Regions from separate parts of the Pan troglodytes genome. Here region 2 is linked to region 1. The links are chromatin contacts, called in public HiChIP or PLAC-seq maps. All regions are on one chromosome and are shown on one strand. Each heading gives the region's core, a stretch centred on a gene start, on an enhancer-like site or on the middle of the called end of the contact. The rest is flanking DNA. Distances are from core to core; before and after follow the strand shown. Region 1 holds the start of NOL7 (nucleolar protein 7). Region 2 holds the start of RANBP9 (RAN binding protein 9).

Region 1 (4,073 bases), core at 522-3,021:
AAAGGGGGCTGAATTTCTGAATTTAAAGCCTTAAGGGGAGAAAAAGAGGATAGAAAAAAAAAAAATTTAGAAGGCTAAATTTAGTAGGGTTTGATCAATTCCGAAAGACGACTATAGCTTTTCGCTTTAAACCATAAAACACCAAAGATGCTAAATGAAGTGGGGAACAGGAAGGACAGGTTGGTGGCAGGTAAGGCAAGTATGGGACAAATCAAGTTTTCAGAGCCTGTGGATAAGTGCCTGCTACCCCACTAAATGATTCAAAACACTTTTTATTCACCACCACCCACTATGCCCTAGTACAATGACAGGCAGTCAACAAAATGTACTGAATGAACACAATGGGATCAGGAATTCAAAAGCTAGCTATGGGAATGAACAAAAATAAATGGTAAAATAAGAAGTAGAACGTTACCTCCGTCTTTCCCACCGAATTCATATACCAAGGTAGCTTTTAAATTTGGGTTCTACAATTCCTTCAGTTATATGGATTCAAATAAATGTACCAGTATATAATTCAAAGATGGGTGTATATAAGCAAGTAATATAAAAAGATCCATTACTTACTTAGTCTGTGAAGCTGTGGTTAACTTCTCCAAAATAGTGTCTGGAAGGAGTTTTCTTTTCTTTTGGAATGAAAACGTTTAAAATTAATAGAAAGTCATGTACATAGTATGTCCGGAGTTGCTTCTGAAGTTACCACTTTTAAGAATGCCCTACATCTAGGCAAAGAAATGAATTAGGCTGGAAACTGCCCCCATACCTCTAAGCTATGGGAAGACCGGGTCCACAAAACTCCACATTCTCTGAAAGACTTGATGAAAACTAGAAAGGGTGCCCACGGTATTCTAACCCTCAGGTCACTGTTATAAATTGAAAGCAGTTAAGTAATGTCTGCCTGGAGCCAGTTCTCTGTGTCGAGTATCAGACAGCAATGCAACCATACACTAAGTCTGCACAGCCCTTACAGTTTACAAATCACCTCATTTAATTCTCACAGCAACCTCTTATTTTCAGTTGGTGGACACTAAAGGAGACGAACTTTTTTTTTTTGAGACAGGGTCTCGCTCTGTCGCCCAGGCTGGAGCGCAGTGGTGTGATCTCGGCTCCAGGCAGCCTCGACATCCCGGGCTCCGCCCACCTCGTCCCCCTAAAGTACTGCCGCGCCCGGCCCGAGCATCTTTCCACCACTGTCAGAGGCAATCTTGGTGACTGTTTCCCCACCCCAATATCCTGCCAACCCAAATTACATCCACCATAGCAATTCTCCCTGAGCCGAGTTGTTTTAATAAGACACCTCCTCCCTATCCTCTAACCTTCTGTTCGATGAACAGCTCCTCGCGTCGCTTCCTCTTCTCCTTCAGGAGCGTTTTATCCCTGGGAAGAAGGGTGATAAGTCAGCAAAGGGAAGGACAAGCGGGACGAGAAAGGGCGGTTCTCCCCGCCGGGCAGCGGGCTCCGAACCTGCGCACGGTCTCCCGCACTCGCCGCTCCTCTTCTCTCGCTTCCGCCTGGGCGCTGGCGAAAGTCAGCTCCTCCGGGGCCTCATCGTCAAACTCATCGTCCCCTTCCTCGTCTTCCTCCAGGGGCTCGGCGGCCGCGCCGCTGCTGGGCTGCCCGAGCAACAGCCCGTGCTCCGCCTCCTCCTCCTCCGAGGCCAGCTGGCCCTCGTCCACCATCGCCTCTGCCGACGCCGGGGCGCGAGACGCGCGCGGTCGGAGCTGCACCATGGCCCACGCAGCGCTAGACCGTCTGACCTCTGACCCGGAAGCAGCTACAAGCGGAGCGCAAGCCTACTTTCATCGCCCCCTGCAGGTTCGGAGGTCCTCAGGACGGGTGGGGCGCATGCGCGAAGCGAGGAAGGGCGTGGCCTGTAGGCAGTGGGCGTGTTTCTTTCCACGTGGCCAGCGCAGGCCGCCGTGGAGCCGGATGGACCCCACGGAAAATGCTCTGCTGGCGAAAGCGGCTGGCAATGGGGTTGATTTCAAGACAGGGAAGAGCCATCGCGCTGCCCTCCTCGGCTGGGATGGCGAGACAGGGCTGGCACGGCTCACGCTGTCCGGTGCTCAGAAAACCGGTAATCGCGGGCCCGAGGCGCTGCTCGCCGCCGTTTTTTGGCCCTGGGTTCCGTCGAGTGGATCCAGCTTGTCAGTCTTTGTGTAGATTTGGCTGCGTTCGCTCCGCACTTCGGAGGAGGTGGCGTTTCATGGGAAGAAATGCGCTCTAGCAGATGGCCGCCGTGGCCAGTCAGCCCTGCTGCCACCGACGAAGACGCGGGCGACAGACCTGGACTCTAAAGAAATCTGCACAGACGTGCCCGGCGCCCTCGGCCTTCCCAGCTCCGCGGCCGCAGCGACGCCGGTTAGGATGTCGGCCCTGTGGGAGGGGCGCCCTTCCTGGTGCCGGGCCCTAACCCACGACCTGGAACAGCAGCTGGCCCGTGGCAAATGCTGAGCATATCTCCTGAAAGAATGGCTTCGCCGGTCCCTAGAGAATGCACCCGAGTTTTGTGGTATATACACATACGTACTTTTTTTCCAAGTATATTTTATTTCTTGGCAAACATGGCCCTTTGTGATCGCTGTGTTTCTCTCCTCCCATCCATTATACAACACTAAATGATTCATCATTCTTTGAACAAATCAAACTGTTTCACACCTGCCATGCATTTGTACCGACCGTGCTCTTCCCTCTACTGCCGCAGCCCCCCAGGTAGAAGTCCTTTTTATACTTCAAAAATTCCCACCCAGGCAAATTTCAAGCACCTTACCCCTACCCCATCCCACTCTGCCCATCTCTAATTGCGCTGGTCTGAACCCGCACAAATGTCTGTGTAGTTTCTGCACTTCATAACAGCTTATATGACAGTTGCTCCAGCCATTCTGTGAACCCCTGAGGGGAAGGGCCAGGTCTTGCTAGTCTTTTTATTTCTAATGTCTATCATCTGGTAGATGTTTAATAAATGCTAAGCTGAATAATTCTATCTTACACATATATTGTATTTTTAATTCTCTTTTCATGTCTTCTGTTTTAGAAGCAATTCCCAATTTAAAAACGACAAAACCAAATAGGAACAAAAATGATAAAACTTGAAAACAACAACAACAACAACAAAAGCTGCTGAACCAGAGGTTCAGTATGAGAGGAATTGCAAAGAACAGTTTTGAAATCTCTAGGCCTTAGTCAGATAGAAATTACAAATCAAAAATATAATCAGACTCCCTGAGACACTGTGCTAACACTAGGAAAATGAATAAAGTTAACTTGGAGCAGCCCAGGAACAAACTTATAAGTGCATGATGGTATTTTATGTGCAAAACTGCTTTATAAGTACTATAAGACTATTACAGGTATTACCAGTGCCCTCAGTGTAAACTCCTTGGCCCACCCATGTAAAGTGTAAATCAAGCCCTCAGGGTCCCTGACTGGTTCTCCAGCCGCCCCATAGGCTATGAGCATCCCCGTTCCCTACACAAAGGACCACTGGGATTTATTAAAGGTTATGCCTTGCAATGCAGTACAAAGTTTTATATGATAGTGTCTTGTTGCCTGTTTCTACAAAAGCCAAGGGTGTAACATTAAATGCAATTTTGCAAGGGGCTGAGGTGATGTGGTCCAAGTATGTAATCACTTCAGGGAGCCATATGTGACCTTCATACACTGTTGATAATGGCCATGCCTCCCGGTCAGGCCTGTGACACCTGCTGGACAGCAGGTATTCCAAGGCCCCTAAGCACTGAGTTAGCTGGTAAAGGTTAAGGAAAAAGCTGTATTCTTACTACTTTACTCCAAGGTAGTAAAGTGTATGGAAGATGTACCTGACAGAAATAACTTAAGCATCCCCTGAGAATGACCCTGTATGGCAGATGCATCTGACAGCAATAACTTAAGAAATGAGGGTTGCCACGTGGAGGCTGCTGAGGGGAGGGTGCTGAGTGAAAGTGCTGTGTAAACTGCAAGTGGTTGCAGTTCTGTCCAGCCCGCGGCCACTGGACCACCCTGTAAGGTTCCCCAAATAAACCCTATGTTTCCTTCACTAGCTCCAGGTCTCTTCTTTGGCCTCTTGAACCTGG
Region 2 (4,073 bases), core at 610-3,109, 96 kb before region 1:
CTGTTCCTAAGATACGGAAAGTTCTAGATAGTTCCTAAGTGTGCTGACAGAAAAAAAGTACATCTTCAAAAGTGTTTCAAGAAAGTTTAATGAGGTCTGGAGCCCATTTATTCTAACATGGCTATCGTACATTTAAATAGAGCTTGGCTTACATTGAACTCATTGTTACTGTAATATAAATGAAAGTGTTAGAACACTGTAAATACAGTGACATCATGTGATTTAAAGTGCAGTGGTTTAAAAAAAGTCATCAAACAACAGGTTAAAATTAATGGATATTTCTATCAAAGTACAACAGAGGCCAGGCATGGTGGCTCACGCCTGTAATCCCAGCACTCTGGGAGGCTGAGGCGGGTAGATCACTTGAGGTCGGGAGTTCGAGACCAGCCTGGCCAACATGGTGAAACCCCGTCTCCACTACAAGTACAAAAATTAGCTGGGTGTGAGCACATGCCTGTAGTCCCAGCTACTTGGGAGGCTGAGGCAGGAGAATCGCTTGAACCCGGGAGGCGGAGGTTGTAGTGAGCTGAGACCACACAACTGCACTCCAGCCTGGGCGACAAAACAATAATAATAATAATAATAAAGTACAACAGAACATCTAGTTGTCTGGGTAACTGAGGGAGAAATTAGGCCGAATGACTCTGTTATTTGTTCTGGCCAGATAATCTTGGCCTTAAATTAAATCACCTTTGGCCTACCTTCTTCAAAACGAAATAATTTTCTCTTCGGCAAAACATTTATTTGACCAAATGATTACCATCATATCTTTGGAAGCAAACAAAATATCAGAATTTACATCATATAATCTACACATGCAAAGCCCGATTTTGCCAGCTAGGGAGGGATAAGCTAAACAAAGGGAAGTGGTGAAAACAAAGTAGTAATGTTATGATGGGTCAGAGAGCAACACTTGGCAAGTTGTGCCAAATTAGTCGACGAAGCATTCTATTGGGAATTGCAAAGTAGGAAGTCCTATTTTTGACTCTGCTGATCTCAGTAAATATTTCCTTGTTTTAAAAATGGGCATAATTTTCTGTTACCTAAGAACCCTGTTATGAAAATTAACGAGTCTATAAAATGTTCTGACGTCTCTAGAAGCCCTTCCTAAACACACACTATAATCTTGTATTCATACAGTGCCTGCTCCTGCTTTTTGAAGATATGCCGGTCTTTATTAATGACACCTTCTACCACTGTTAAGTTCACTGTGAGTCCTCGTAAAATTAATTAATGAAATAGTCACTATTGTAAGTGGGAGACTGCCTTCAGAAGTGGTTTCTACTGCCCATATGGTCAATGCTACGGAATTAAACACTGTGAAGTACCAAAGGCAATGCGTTCCTCTTAGGAGGGAGGCGGCAAACGGGAACGGGACTGAGGCGAGAGCTAGCAGCACTGCGCGGGGAGCCTGAGCCGCTCCGCACGCCCCGGGCCGACGGGTCCTAGAGCGCCCCGGGGCCTGGGCTCGCGGCGGCCCCAGCGGGGCTCGATTACTCTCGCCTGGACGAGAAGCGGCGCCTCGGCTCGGAGGAGCCCTGCGGTGGGGAGGTGGGGCGACGACAACAAAAAGAAGTCAAGTGGGAGGGGATTCGCCGGCGAGGGGGGCGACGGCGGCCGCCAAGGGAGAGGAGGCGGACACCTCCGAAGGGACCTGTGGCGCCGGGAGCCCAGCGATCCTGCCCACGAGCGACTGGCGGGCCCGGGAGGACGCCTCGCGGCGCACAGCCGGGAGCCCCGCGGCCCGCCCCGCTCGCGCCGCTCGCCCCGCTCGCGCCTCTCTCGCGCCTCCGTCCCGCCCCCTCGCCTAGCGCCGCCCGCGCGCAGCGTCTCGCGCCGGCCCGGCCCGCCCGCCGGGAAACAGCCGCGAGAGCAGCGGCCGCGGCGGCCGCCAGCGCGCCTTCCCCTCCCGCGCTCCCGCGTCGCCCCCGCCCTCGGCGCCTCGTACCCGGGCCGCGCGCCCGCGCTCCGGCCAACGTTCTCTCCCGGCCTCCCGGGCCCGCCGCCCACTCCCGCGTCTCCGAGCTCCTCAACCGCCGCGGTCTCCCTGGGCGCGCGGCCCGCCGCCTGCTTCCGGGGCGGGCGGACTGGGCGCCTGGTGCCGGCGGCCGCAGCGACAGCGCCCCCGGGAAGCAGAGGAGGAAGGAGAGAAGAGGTGGAGGTGGCCGCAGGCTGAGTCGCGGCCGGGATGTCCGGGCAGCCGCCGCCGCCGCAGCAGCAACAGCAGCAGCAGCTGTCGCCGCCACCGCCGGCGGCCTTGGCCCCAGTCTCCGGAGTCGTCCTGCCGGCGCCCCCGGCCGTCAGCGCCGGCTCCTCTCCGGCCGGCTCGCCCGGCGGCGGTGCGGGCGGCGAAGGCTTAGGGGCCGCGGCGGCCGCCCTGCTCCTCCATCCTCCGCCGCCGCCGCCCCCGGCCACCGCGGCCCCGCCGCCCCCGCCGCCGCCCCCGCCTCCCCCTGCCTCAGCGGCCGCCCCCGCCAGCGGGCCGCCCGCTCCCCCGGGCCTTGCAGCGGGCCCCGGCCCGGCCGGAGGAGCCCCGACCCCAGCTCTGGTGGCGGGCAGCAGCGCCGCGGCCCCCTTCCCTCACGGGGACTCGGCCCTGAACGAGCAGGAGAAGGAGTTGCAGCGGCGGCTGAAGCGCCTCTACCCGGCCGTGGACGAACAAGAGACGCCGCTGCCTCGGTCCTGGAGCCCGAAGGACAAGTTCAGCTACATCGGCCTCTCTCAGAACAACCTGCGGGTGCACTACAAAGGTACTGGGCGTGTGTCCTGCGGTGGGAGTGGGGCACTGACCCGACGTGGCCGGCCGCCGCTGCGCCGCTCTCGACCCGCCCCCGACCCCCGCCCTCGCGGGCTCTGCCCTCGGAGGCCACTCGCCGCCTGTTGTGCTGCTCCGGGTGGGCGCGGGGGTCGCGGTGAAGGGTCCGAGGGTGAGGGGCGAGATTCTTGGAAAAGGAAGGTGAGTAGAATGCCCCAGGGTAGAAAGGAGCTGGTAATCCTAGACCGGGAGCAGGACACCTTGAGGGAATCCGGGATGACAGGACAGAACTGGCTTTCTGATTTCCCTGGGAGATAAATCTTGGGGCTTGGGTAGAGGAATCCATGGACTCGGAGTTGGGTTACATTGTTCTCCAGGTGGTGGGTCAGCCGTTCTCCTCTTACAAGGGGGGAAGAGAGGCACGATTCTGAGGTATGATATCTAATTAAGAGAGAGCAGGGATACACAGGGGGAGGAGTAATCAAAATTAGGCCAGAGATTGTCTAGGGGGACAAAAGGACAAGGGGCCCAAGTTTGCCATCAATATATTTTAGTAAAAGCAACCGGGAGGGTAAGAGAAAGGCAACCCCAGGAACACCCTTTTTCTTAGGAGAGCAGAAACCTACCCCTCCCGATTGGAAGTGCCCTATACAGGTCCTTAGGTGTTGATATTACATGAAGTCTTGTTGAAAACGAAGATGGAACAAAATGCAGCTTAGCATTTTGAAGAAAATTGGCTTATGTTTTACATTTGCAGTTAAAAACAACAACCTTAGGCTTGTGCTTGCCCCTTTCCTCCCTCACCTACCTCTCCTAGGTTAAAACAAAGCTGGAAGCAAATCAGTTGTATATAAAATTATGAATTGCTGTGGGAACTATTGAAATGTAGCCCAATTTAATAGCATGTATCAAGTTTACTTGTGTGGAAGAAAAAAAAAATCAACCTAACGTATCAGTCTGTCTGGAAACAAATCCAGGGTTTTAGGCCCCAAACCTAAAGCAGAAGCTTTTACATTCACGGCAGCCTCACTTTGATTGGCTGTAAAGGGGTCTACTCAGATCCTAGTGACATGTATGTAGAGGAGATAAACAACCTTGTGGTTAAATTCTTAACTTATACGGGACTGAAATTTGAGAAGAAGCTTGATAAGTAAGTTACTATTTAATCAGAAAGGCGAATGGCAATAGAAGTCTACCAAATGATTTGGCTGCAAAGAATCACGCACAAAAATAGGCCTTGTTGAACATTCTTTTTATTCTCGCCATACATCCAAAGAAGTACTTCCAAGTGTTATCCTCCTTAATCTAAACGTCTGAA

What was found. HiChIP or PLAC-seq counts read pairs in DNA pulled down with a chosen protein or histone mark.
Region 2: a contact with region 1 is called in an H3K4me3 HiChIP or PLAC-seq map of stem cell-derived excitatory neurons, with 2.0 times the contacts expected there. The contact joins the promoter of RANBP9 here to the promoter of NOL7 in region 1. A contact is called at or near these places in 1 of 7 Hi-C or Micro-C datasets (stem cell-derived neural progenitor cells) and 1 of 1 datasets of contacts at active chromatin or transcription factors (stem cell-derived excitatory neurons).

Annotation. Positions count from the first base shown.
Region 1 is chr5:19,564,686-19,568,758 of NHGRI_mPanTro3-v2.0_pri, reverse strand. It overlaps NOL7 (nucleolar protein 7), which reads right to left and starts at 1,771. Exons shown (of 9, transcript XM_054685605.2): 1 at 1,465-1,771; 2 at 1,317-1,377; 3 at 568-626. The coding sequence starts at 1,730. It overlaps SIRT5 (sirtuin 5), which reads right to left. Exons shown (of 10, transcript XM_009450542.5): 10 at 2,528-4,073.
Region 2 is chr5:19,660,857-19,664,929 of NHGRI_mPanTro3-v2.0_pri, reverse strand. RANBP9 (RAN binding protein 9) reads left to right here and starts at 1,859. Exons shown (of 14, transcript XM_518246.7): 1 at 1,859-2,750. The coding sequence starts at 2,189.